2 separate regions of the Mus musculus genome follow, and region 2 is linked to region 1. Evidence: chromatin contacts called from public Hi-C data. All regions are on one chromosome and are shown on one strand. The core of a region is the stretch at or near the end of the contact, and the rest is flanking DNA. Distances in the headings are between cores, read along the strand shown.

What was found. Hi-C and Micro-C count contacts between places; a contact is called where the count stands out from the background.
Region 2: a Hi-C map of pancreatic cancer cells shows a contact between it and region 1, with 2.5 times the contacts expected there. The contact joins two enhancer-like sites. A contact is called at or near these places in 2 of 39 promoter capture datasets (cranial neural crest and hippocampal neurons) and 2 of 484 Hi-C or Micro-C datasets (adipose-derived mesenchymal stem cells and pancreatic cancer cells).

The regions. Positions count from the first base shown.
Region 1 is chr2:124,324,398-124,330,205 of GRCm38.p6, reverse strand. It overlaps a transcript of Sema6d not described here. Among named protein-coding and RNA genes, the nearest start is that of 4930583P06Rik, 100 kb to the right of the region's middle. Within about 2 kb of position 3,530, at least 4 of the 459 cell types and tissues checked have an H3K27ac peak or open chromatin away from gene starts, as enhancers often do. A contact at or near this core is called in pancreatic cancer cells, where this site is marked.
Region 2 is chr2:125,205,604-125,211,411 of GRCm38.p6, reverse strand. Slc12a1 (solute carrier family 12, member 1) reads right to left here. Exons shown (of 27, transcript NM_001079690.2): 20 at 5,315-5,397. It overlaps Gm14002 (a long non-coding RNA gene), which reads left to right. Exons shown (of 4, transcript XR_866695.2): 4 at 1,301-5,336. Among named protein-coding and RNA genes, the nearest start is that of Gm46760, 7.0 kb to the right of the region's middle. Within about 2 kb of position 2,376, at least 22 of the 459 cell types and tissues checked have an H3K27ac peak or open chromatin away from gene starts, as enhancers often do. A contact at or near this core is called in pancreatic cancer cells, where this site is marked.

The DNA.
Region 1 (5,808 bases), core at 2,281-4,780:
TGAGAGATCATTCTCTTCCAAAGTTGTGTGGTATTTTCCTTAGAGCTATTTCTTTCAAGCCAACTCTCAAGACCCCACTCAGTACATACTTGCATATATACATTCCAGCACAATCCTCAGGTCAATATTTCTAACTGACTCTGGCCTGTTGTCACACTGATTTCTTGCCAATAGTAAGTGAAATACAGCCAGCACCAAGATCATTACAAACTCCTGATGTCTGACTTGCTACGAGCATCCACTTCCCTGTCCTTTTGTTTGGCTTTACTGCTGATAACAACACTCTGTGGACTCTTTGTCCTGACTCCTGGGAAAGCTGTATTAACTTGTTTCTTTATTCTGCCAAGTCATTACATTCCTCTTCTGTATGTCTTCCATACATTCCTTCCCCTGTTTCTAAAGCCACTGTCTTCCTCCAATCTCTAACAGACATACAACTCTCCCAATGTGTTCTCTGCCTTCTTGCTTTCTATATCCCTTTGTTCTTCCAAGTTCAGCCCCCCTGTGTGAGCCACTTGCCTTTTTGCACCTCCCCAGATGGATCATAAAGACTTGCTCCAACATGCTGGAGATGGAGTTTCCTGTCACTGGAGGCTCTATCTTGGATGTCTTGTACTTTCCCCCCTTGTTTTATTACTGACTGAATCCTTTCTCAGATGAAATAACTATCTCCTTTGTATTTGAGTTTCTCCTGGCAATTGTGCATCTCTGGCAAGAATTTTAGGAGTATTCTGGGGAGAGACTGGCTGGTTTAAATTAATCTAGACTTAAACCTACCCCTGATCTTTACTGTGTGATTAACTTGGCCTCTAACCTGATAGGAAATAAATTAAATATAAAGAATGGGGTCTGTAGAACATCATCACAGTATGGATGCGATCTACTCAGCTCTGTTTTTTCAAAAGGGGTGAAAAAAACCCACCTAGAAAAGCCAGTGATGCAGACACACAATGACCAAGAGGATATTGTACAGACCATATCACTACCAAGGATTCATGATGTGCTATCCCTGTAAAGAAGAGTCCACACATCCACAATCCCAGGAGAACAGCCTAGGCAGAACTATAGCAGTTGTTTCCAGTGCCTATGCAAACAGATGCTTGGGTAGCTTGTCATTAAAGACTTCTAGGGACCTGATATGTAATAATACAGAGAACATAAACATTAATTTTATATAGTTTTAAAGTAAAGTAGGTGTGATCTATCTCATCAACATTTAAGTATATACGAATCTATTGACTTTTTAGATTCATAGCTATTGTTTGATTACAAATTAAAACATTACCAATGAAGTAATTTTCTGACCATCTGCCCACATTAACTGGCCCAAGACTTTAATTATAACTTGTAGAGAATAAAAGGTGATCCACCCTTTTCATGTCACAGAAGTTAAAATCTTACTAAAGCTTGAGTCTCAAGATGAAAGTTCGGTTTCTGTCTTTAATTTGGTATCTAAGTAATTTAATCTTTCTTTCTGTTCCTCATTGAAATGTCACCTTGAAACTCAATTTATTGTTTGCAAGGTATTTTCTGAGATTTTTTATAAAAAACTATCTTATGGTATGTCTATTGTTTAATGGATACAGTTCTGTGTGTTACAGAGGAACAGTGTGACAGATTAACAAGAATCATCTCCTGAATGGAGTTTACATTATAGAGGGTTAAGCTAACAATATGTGAATTGACTGGATACAGAGGGTTAGGGATTTCCAGAGTTGGGGCAAAGACAAAGGTTATGGCCGAACTCTAGAGCTAGGTGTTTTGTTTTGTTTTGTTTTGTTTTGTTTTGTTTTGTTTTGTTTTGTTTTGTTTTTGAATACACTTGAAGGAAATGAAGGAAATAACTAACCATGTGGCAAGACAGAGGCTGCAGAACTGCAAGTTCAAAGGACTTGGCCCAGGTATATCTTTTGTAGGTGTGAGAAATAGCAAGGTCAGTATAAATTTAGTAATAAAGTAGGTGAAAGATTTTAAGCAGAGTATAAGTTTTTAAGATTGTAATCTCTCAAGGTACAGCAGAAACACAGTACAGTGTGGAACACACTAAGCACCTGTTACCAGGATTTGGACATTTACTCTGTGTGAGATGATACTCTATTTTAGGATATTTGAAGGGGCGACATAATCTGACTTTGATTTTAGACAATCACCCTGGCTTCTGAGTGGACAGACTCTAGGGGATCATGGAGAACACAGATACCTTAGAAGGTCCTGGTGGCTTAAAAGTGGTTTAAAAGAAAAGAGGAAAAGAAGGTATGAAGGAGTGGATAATTAGGGTTCAGGATACATTCTTTTTAAATTGAAAATAGTTATTTTCATACAATATACTCTGATTATGGTTTCCCTTCCCCCAACTCCCCCCACTCCATTCTCCCTTCCCACGCAAATGCACATTCTTTCTGGCTTTTCTGTTATGTAGAGTAGATTGAGGTTTTCCAGTAGATGAGATGTAACAAAAGAGAGGTGAGTGTGGAATTCCAAACGTTTATATCTGAGCATGTGGAAGGTCACTTTGAGTAAGTGAAGTCAAATAATTCATTTCACACAATCAAAAATTACAGCCATATACAGGAGTCCTGGAAGAGGAAGGCTCTTCCAGACACCTGCCCGTCTCATTTATCCAACATTGTCAGAACTATAAGTACAAGGAGTTCACCAAGGGAAGAGGCTTTCTGTGAAAGGGCCAGAAGACTTGACATTTATAGAGGTTGTTTATGATATTTTAAATGACAGGAGGAAAGGAAGAAGGGATAGATGAGGAGTGTTTCTTAGAAGAAAAACCAGGCTAACATTTTGACTTCCATCTCACTTCTAGGTAAAATAAATGTATAATTACAGTAAATTAGCAGAGTCTTATTGCACAGACACAAACTCAGGCAGATCCAAGTTGTGAAGGACTCTTGACGTTGGGTCCCTTAAGGGGGAATCACAATGTTAGGAGCCTGCCTTTATCTGACCTTGGTATCTAATATAAGACCTCACTTCTCTTTTCAAGTCGAGTGAGGCAGACAGTGCTTGGCTGTTTTGTTACTTTCAGATTGCTTTGGGTAGAAAATGATTTGGGATGAAGAAATGGGGTTGATAGCATTCTAACAAGTGTTCAGAGAGAAAGTTACAAAAAATATTCCAAGTCACACTGGGGCTGAACATTTAGCAAAGGTGCTGACAAACTTGTAGATGACTAGTAACTACTGATAGTCATCAACATTGGCACTCTATCTTTGGGGTAAGCAATGGAATCTTTTTGTCAGTTTGTTAGAGGGCGCCATACAGCCAAACTCTCATTAACGGGGACCATGTGATCATTCTTTCCACAGTCATCTTTTACCTCATAAGATTCAAAATGATTAATTTCCATTTTAGATAAGCATTTCAAATATACATTAGTCACTAGTCACTTACAGTCCATTAAAGCTTTACAAATAACATCTGTATTAGTCAGAAGGGCTAATGGTGATATGGTAACCAGCCACAAAGATCTACATCAGTCAAATCTCCATTCTATTTCTCTTTCTCTTGGGAAGAAAGAAGTCTCCATCTTTGAGTCACTTGGTGTGTCCACTGTCCTGGGCAATCTGTAGATGAGAGCCTGGTACAAGGAGTATGGCTTCCCTCCTCAGCCTCCAAGTGGCTCATGCCATGTTTTTTTTTTTTTTAATCATAGCTAAGAACTTATCCTATTACCTCTATAAGATGTAAAACTAATGGGAAGTTGAGACATGAATCACGAGTATGTGCCTTTCTCAGTTTGTTGTTGTTGTTAATTTGAAATTTTTAATTTTTTTCTGTGTGTATGTGTGTGTGTTGGAATGTGGGTACCAATGAAGGCCAGAAGAGCCAGAATATATCTTCTTTTTCTCTTACTGGTGTTATCAAACACCATGACCAAAGCAATTATTGGAGGGTTTATTTGGTTGTATAGTTCCAGATGGATAAGAATTAAAAAGGAGAAGGAAGCACAGTGGTATGGCAGGAACTGAATGCTGAGAGCTCATGCCTTGAAATGCAAGCAGAGTAGAGAGAAAGAAGAGGTGGGAGGTGGAAAGGGGGGATGGGAGAAGGGGAGAGAAGAGAAGGGGGAAAGAGAGGGGGAAGGAAGGGGAAAGGAAGAGATGGGAAGAGAAGAGAAAGGAGGAGAGTGGAGGAGAAGAAAGGAGAGGAGAGAGGAGGCAAGGAGAGGGGAGGGGAAGAGAGGAGAGGAGCAGAGAGGGGAGAAGAGGACAAGGGGAGTTGGGCAGTGGGAGGGGAGGAGAGGAGAAGAGAGAATAATCTGGAAATGACATGAGTTTTAAGTCTTCAGAGTCCACTTCCAGTGACATATATCCTAAAACAATGTCACACATCCTAAACCTCTCTAAACAGCACGACCAACAGGGAGCTAAATGTTCAAATATGGTAGCCAATGGGGGACATTCTCATTCAAACCATTATGACTAGTAATGAGAGTTACAGCACATTGTGGACAATCTGACATAGGTGCTAGGACTTAAACATGAACTATCTGGAAGAACAGCAAGCCCTCCTAAATGCAGAGTCACCTCTTTAAATCTTACTATTTTTAAAGAAAGAAAATTGAAATGAGACACACTAGAAATTAAGGCCTTAGTGATGTAAAATATGACTTTTCATTAAACAGCACGTGGAAGTCCCTTGATCACTACTTTAAAGCCCCCTCTCAATTATCAATGACTGTCAGATCTACTCAGTCTAGTCAGTAGTGCCTTTGCTTAGAAAGAGCTTGGAATAAATCTTGCATCTCTCAAATGACAGATTAGGATAAATCCCAACAGATTTAGTGTTGTGAGCTTCCAGCATGTAGGCACTTTGGCCTTCCTTTAGTCAAAAATCAGAAGGAAATGAGCCTAGCCCTGATGGACAGAAAGTATGTATGGTCAGCCTTACATATGCAGCTCAGAGTTTCTTCCAAGGTGACTCAAGACTGTACAGTACCAGGCACAGGGGAGTGAGGTGCCTGCTTCTCTGTAAAGCACTATAACCATAGGGAATGGTAAAGGGTGACCAGACCATATTTTGTTGCTAATTGTTGAAGCATAATAAATAATGATAAGGACGTATGGTTCACACATCGAGTTCCTCCAACACTTGCCATCTTATAGAAATTATGGATTGCTGTTTATAATATTTTCTTCTTTTTTTAGGAAAATGGTTGTCTAAGAAAAGCCCAGCTTCCCCACCAGCCACCACCAACCAGGAAATCTAATGTAAATGTCAAATTATAGAAAGGAGCCAAAACCAGAATCTAGGGTGAAGTTTCCAACATAGTTAAGTTTCAAATCTGGCTGAATCTATGGATTTGCCATTCACTGATTTTTAACATTTGTTATTTTCCTTTAGAATGAAAATAAAAGTGAGTGAGTGAGTGTGTGTGTGTGTGTGTGTGTGTGTGTGTGTGTGTGTGTGTGCCTGGGGGCGGGACGATCAGCTGTGTTTAGTCCCTTAGTGTCTCTGAAAGGTCAAAGGAAGTCCCTTTCTTCCAATCTTGTCTGTTTCTTACAAAGAACACACAGACATAAACACACATTCTTCTTGTGAACGAGGTCTCATCTGTGGACTGGCTTTGGCTGAGTCAATGGGCCCTCATGTAGGCTTCTGAGACTACACATCATCCATTTAGGGAGCAGCTTCCATGTTGCAGACATTATTTATATGGTGTGCGGGGTACATAGTTGGATCAAACACAGGCTTGACTCATGGAGTTGCTTTAGTCCAACAGTCTATGATCTGCCTACAGTACATCTTTCTGAAGATGGAGTAAAACAAAAATGTCTTGTTTATGTATGTAACATC
Region 2 (5,808 bases), core at 1,127-3,626, 880 kb before region 1:
GTGAGTTTCCTGGAGATGGCTGTAACGGCAGCATAGAGGACGAGCTTCTCCCTTTTTGACAGGCTCCAGCCCACTCTGTCTCTAGCTACTAACCATGCACCCCAACTAGTGCTCTGCTTGGGCAAAGATGGTTTACATCCTCCTTTGTAAAGGAGTTTGCTGTCTTAGTTACTCCGGAGGTTTGTTCCAGGACAAGCAAACTGCAGAACCCCAGATCCAGGAGGAGACAGGCCAAAGTGTGAAATCAGCTTGCCTAGCCATCTTGGGTCTCAGGGCCACAAAGTGGGGCCATCTCCACTGCACAGTGAGGTTTCCAGTTTTTGTCAGAGATTATTCTTCATTGTTTACTTTGTGGAAGCTGGAAGACCCCCATCCCGGACACCTCCTCCCATCACAGTGTGAAACAGAAGTGGCCTTCGACGGTCTGGCTTTTCAGTTATATCTGATGTACCGCACACCTTTGTTCTCACTGGAAATGAGGAGCAGGAAGGACAGTAGACTTTGCTAAAACATTTCAGAAGGATCCCGGCCAGGCCAGTTGTGTTGCAAAAATAACCATTAGTCACAAAGGAGGAGGTGACTTAATGGAGCCAGGAGGGTGACATTAAAGATTACTCGTTCCACAGCCATAGCCACAACCACCACCATCACTACTGCCTTTTTGGTTTGGTTTGTTTTGAGACAGGGTTTTCTTCTGTAGCCTAGAAGTCTGCACATAGCTGAGGCTGTCTTTAACCTCTGCCTCCTCACCCCAAGTGCTGGGATTGCAGCCTGTGCACCTATGCACAGCTACAACTCCACTTTGAAGATTGAGGAACGACGGTATTTAGGAAGTTTTCATTGCAGATGCTCGTGTGTAGGGAAAGCTGGTTTTAGTTTGCATTTCGTTCTAAAGGAAACTTGGGCATAGCCAGCCCAGGCGATTCGTCCAAGGTCATGTAGCTAGTGACATGTCTTCTGCGTCTAATTCTAACATTAGATTCTGTCACCCCTGTCTTTGAGTCTTTTGTAGCCTCAGCTAGCCTCAAGCTCACTTTGTAGCCTGGGCTGGCTCTCGTTCAACTCCTGGTCTTCTTACTTCTGAGTCTTTAGTGCTGGGGTTACAGGAATGTGCCTCCACACCCTATTGTTTAATCCCCATTACCAGTGGGCCTCAACCTTCCTGATGCTGGGACCCTTTAACCCAGTTCCTCATTTTCTATTGACCCCCAACCATGAAATTATCTTCATTGCTACTACATAACTGTAATTTTGCTCCTGCTATGAATCATAATGTAAACATCTCTGTTTTCTCCCACAGGGTCAAGGCCCACAGGTTGAGAACTGCTACTCTTTACTCCTTTTCAGTGACTCAATCATGATATCTGCCTGCCCTTCGCTGTTATAGATTTTGAGAGAGAATTCCAGGGCTGTAGTGGAGGAAGTAAATGACCTTGAGGTTGTCAGTTGAGAGCAGGTTTTGAATAACTTTCTTCCTGCACACCCCAAAACAACTCTAGTGAGACCAGATACCCAGACTTTGCTGAATAGCCATCACCGTGTTCCCAAGTGCTTCATAAACCAGCCACACAGTAAATGACTGGAGAGACTGCATTTTGAAATTGGATTTAGTGGCCAAAATTGCCTCATGAGTTCTACTGTGCCATTTTTTAAAAAGACGTCATTTAGGGGCTTATAATTCACCATCTGCTTTGAATCTTAAGGACAGCAGAAGGAGGAGCAGAGAAAGCCAGAGGGCAGTCGTATTCTCGCCCATCTCACAACCCCCTTTTCCTTTATTCATTATTAAATTAGAACTCTTTCCTTGGCCAATCACCTTGAAGCCGCACGTGCTTACATGGATCAGTTGCTGATGCCTAGGTGGAGTCAGGCTGGATTGACGGCAGGATGGCAGGGAGCAGTCCTGCAGCCCTGCCTTCCAATCAAGCAATTATTTACTGCTAGGCCATCTGTCTTTATTTTGCAAAGCCACTCGATCAGACACAGCAGTATCACCGTGCTCTGAGCGGGTCATAAATCGCGTGGTACTTACACAGGGTACTCAATTGTGACTCACACTCTATCACTTTGTTTACCACCAGTGCAATCTGGATTCTTTGTTGTAATTGGCAAACTTGCTAAATACCTCTGGGATGTGAAAAATATGAAATGTCACATTTTTTTTTGGTGTGTTGTCAGGCAATAAATTAATTTATTAAGAAGAAACATTAGTCATCAGTACCGGGTGACTTGCCGCAGTGAACGAGTTATAATGTTATGAGCATCGATCTTATTTATACAAAAAGTTATTGTCGTATGAGTCTGTGACACAGTATAGAAACGACTGCCATTAGCTGGTAAATTACCAGGAAAGCTGATTTCTACTCAGTGGTTTATTAACTGTAGTATATGGGCTCTGAATTGCTAATGTTTCCCTTAAATTATAATCTGTGATGACACTGCAGTGCCCATGTTGGGAAAGCTATGATGATAATCATTAACATACTGTAATGCAATACTGAAGATTTATCAGGCTCTTATTAAGCCCTACATTACAGTATAATATAATGAACTGCAAGTTTGTTTTTTCTAATCCAAAATCTACTATGAGGCTTGTGCCATAAATTACTGAAGCTTCATAACAAAGCATGGGGCTGTGGCATCAAGCTAATTTCTGTCATTACGTTTGTTTGTTTTTATCTCACATGTTCTCTGTGTATTTGTGTGACATTGCATTTTTGTTTACCTAGACAGTTGGTACTTATTTTATTAACATCTAACTGTATTTTCCCATCTTAGTTAAGAAGTAGAAAGTATCCAAACATCAAAGCTGATCTAAACACTACTTGTTCTTTGGGAAATTTAAAGGAGCTGTAGTTCAGGATTCTTTGAGAAACACTACATATTCTAGTAGTGGCTTCATGGGAATAAACTCGCAGTACATTCCGGTGCCTGGAGCAGTGAGAGGTAGTAGAGGTGATGTTTTCAGCTCCATCACATATATCAGCTTGAAGAGACTAACATAATACACAAAGCAAATGCACAAACTAAATGCAAGCTGCATGTTTTTCATTCTTGCTTTTAGATAGAAAACATAACGGCAGCAAAGCCAGAAAAAAAAGTCAAAGTAGATAGGACACAGGACTCCGAGGCTACAAGGTGGATCTGACCAGGAAGCCTTTTTCCTGAGGATTAGCTTTTATAGTACCAGAAGGTTCTATGGAAGCTTCCATAGGAGGGAAGCAGTTCATAGCCTTACCCAGCTCTGATGTCCATGAACTACAACAATGACCAGCATGGTAAGATGCAATAGTGGCACTTATAGCTTGGCAGTAACCAACAGCTCTCTAATTGGACTTAAGGCCAGCTCAACATGAGGGAGACCATGCCTAGTTCTGGAGACCTGCCAGCTACCCACGACTCGTGAAGTCATGGATCTTAGAGGAGAACATACCACTGCCACTTTACTAAAGCAGCAACATCCTTAACTGAATTCTAAGGGCTTATACTCAGGGCCTTAAAAGAGTAGTCTTCATTCCTCATCCAAGAAACTTCTCTTTCCAGTAGATGGGGAGAATGACAGAAACCATACCTGACCAAGATGCAGAGAAGAACTGACCGCGTGTTGCCTAGCCCCAACTGGCACATCTACAACACAGCTCATGCATCTAAGGCTCAGGGGACAGCATGGCAGAAGTGGCATAATGATTGTAAGAGCTAGAGAACCAGGAAATCTGCTGTGGGAGAGTGTCTCCTAGACATGACCGGCAAGTTTTTCCTGTGACAACTCAACAATATGGCTGCCTAAGCAAGACCTGAACAAGGATTCCAACACTATTATTCTAGAGAAATCTAGACTATGTATATATACCCTTGCAATTAAAAAAAATTAGTTTCTTATCTTACTATTTTGTGGGGTTTTTGGACATTTTCAAACATATATATCATTGTGTCTTGCTCATATTTGTACCCCCTGACTACCCTCTACTATCTGTCCTGCCCTCTGTTACTGGTTCCCTTTCTACCTCCAAATATACCCACTTATGCTTCAATGTCACATATATGTATGCATATGTATACATATTTAAATCTAGATTTCACATATGAAAGAAAATGAGATTCCTTCCTGCATTCTAGGCCTCTTTGAGTCATGCCCCAAATGAATGAAATAGTATCAACTTTATAACCCATGTTTGACCATTATATCCTCACTGAAATTCTTCTGAGCATTCTTGTTGGTGACCAACTATGATCTGCCTTTTTCAGTATGGTAGAAGAAGCTCAGGGAGCCCCTAAGAGTAAGAGTCAGTCATACTTTCCCCTTTGGTGGTACTAGTCTGCTCTGACTGTGCATGTACCCACCCCTTCCCAGTTCTCATCTCAGCCTTTCCTCACACTCACCTCTGGGCAGGAGATGCTCGTTCCCAAGTCTTACTAGTCTTCTCTCCCTCCACATTGCTTACCTAACTCATACTTATCCGCTAAACTCCAAACCATATTTCTTCCAGGAAGCCTTTTTGGGATTATATATGCCTTCTTTTCTACAATTTCTCATTCATATGTAACAATCACAGTAATATCTATTTCCCCACTACAGTGCCAGTTTCTTAAGTGTATAAACCAGGATTATTAATTATTATTAACATATTATTATTATTATTATCATCAACACTAACATCTTCACCTACACTCTGCATATTACACGACAGGCATCCATCGCAAAATATCCCCTCATCTCAGTGTCATTAGAGGACTCCATTAAGTTCCATTGAAGAGGATATTTGTGTTCTCTCTGTATCTTTCAGAAATACCTCTTATATGCTCTCCTTACCTCATATACCAACAGAATATGTTTACATTCTAAGACTAAACAACTCTACCAAATTATCTATAGAGAAGAAACAGTTGCTAGTCAGAATGAGTCTTTCTGCCTGTGTGGTAGTTAAGTGAGTGATTCACAGGCATGACACATTCAGATTCATTTCATTCATGTCTTGTCACCTAAAGGCAAATACATGCTTTGCCATGGGAAAAACAAAAACAGCTTCATTTTTTGAAACATCTTGCAAAAATTAATTTGGCAGGCTACTTTACTGGAGGTGTTTATTTACCTCCATGCTGTGGTATTGAAGTAAGAAAAATCATTAACTAGCCTGAGTTGGTCTACATCTCTGATAACCAAGGCAAAGGCTGCATGTGTTTTCCATGAGAAGGCACAGAGGGAGCACACACACCATGGGCTAAGGCATAATCATTTTATTTACACTGAGCGCTGTTCTGATCCAACCACCTAAAACAATTCACCATCTGTTGAGTGGATAAGGAAAATATTTACCTTGTACCTGGAGAACCGGAGAGATGTCAAAGCCTTGGCTGATTCTGACTATGACCACGCCAATCTCAAAGTCAAAGGCGTCACTGAAAGAGGAAGCAACATTAGAATGTGTCCAGTGTTCTCTTTAACCCTCACACTTGGGGTGAACATTAAACTCATCTCTAGGATTTTGATATCATGAAACTATTAAAATTCACTTTAGAATACAGCTAAGAGCCAGTGTCTTGTTTTGTTTTGTTTCTTTCTTTGTGCCTTTAAAAAAATAAATTCTGTGTAGAGGTAAATAGACTATTCACCCTAAAGCTGATTTGTTAAAATAGTCCCACCAGCTAGATATTTTTGTTAAGAGATCTCTACATACTTGTAAAAAAATCAATCTGTTATTAAGTGATCTAAATAATCTGATGTATTTAAAATGGAACATTTATAGATTGCAAAATCTTTTGATTATCAGCCTCTCCTCTCTGCCACTGGGCAGACATCTTCAGTGATGT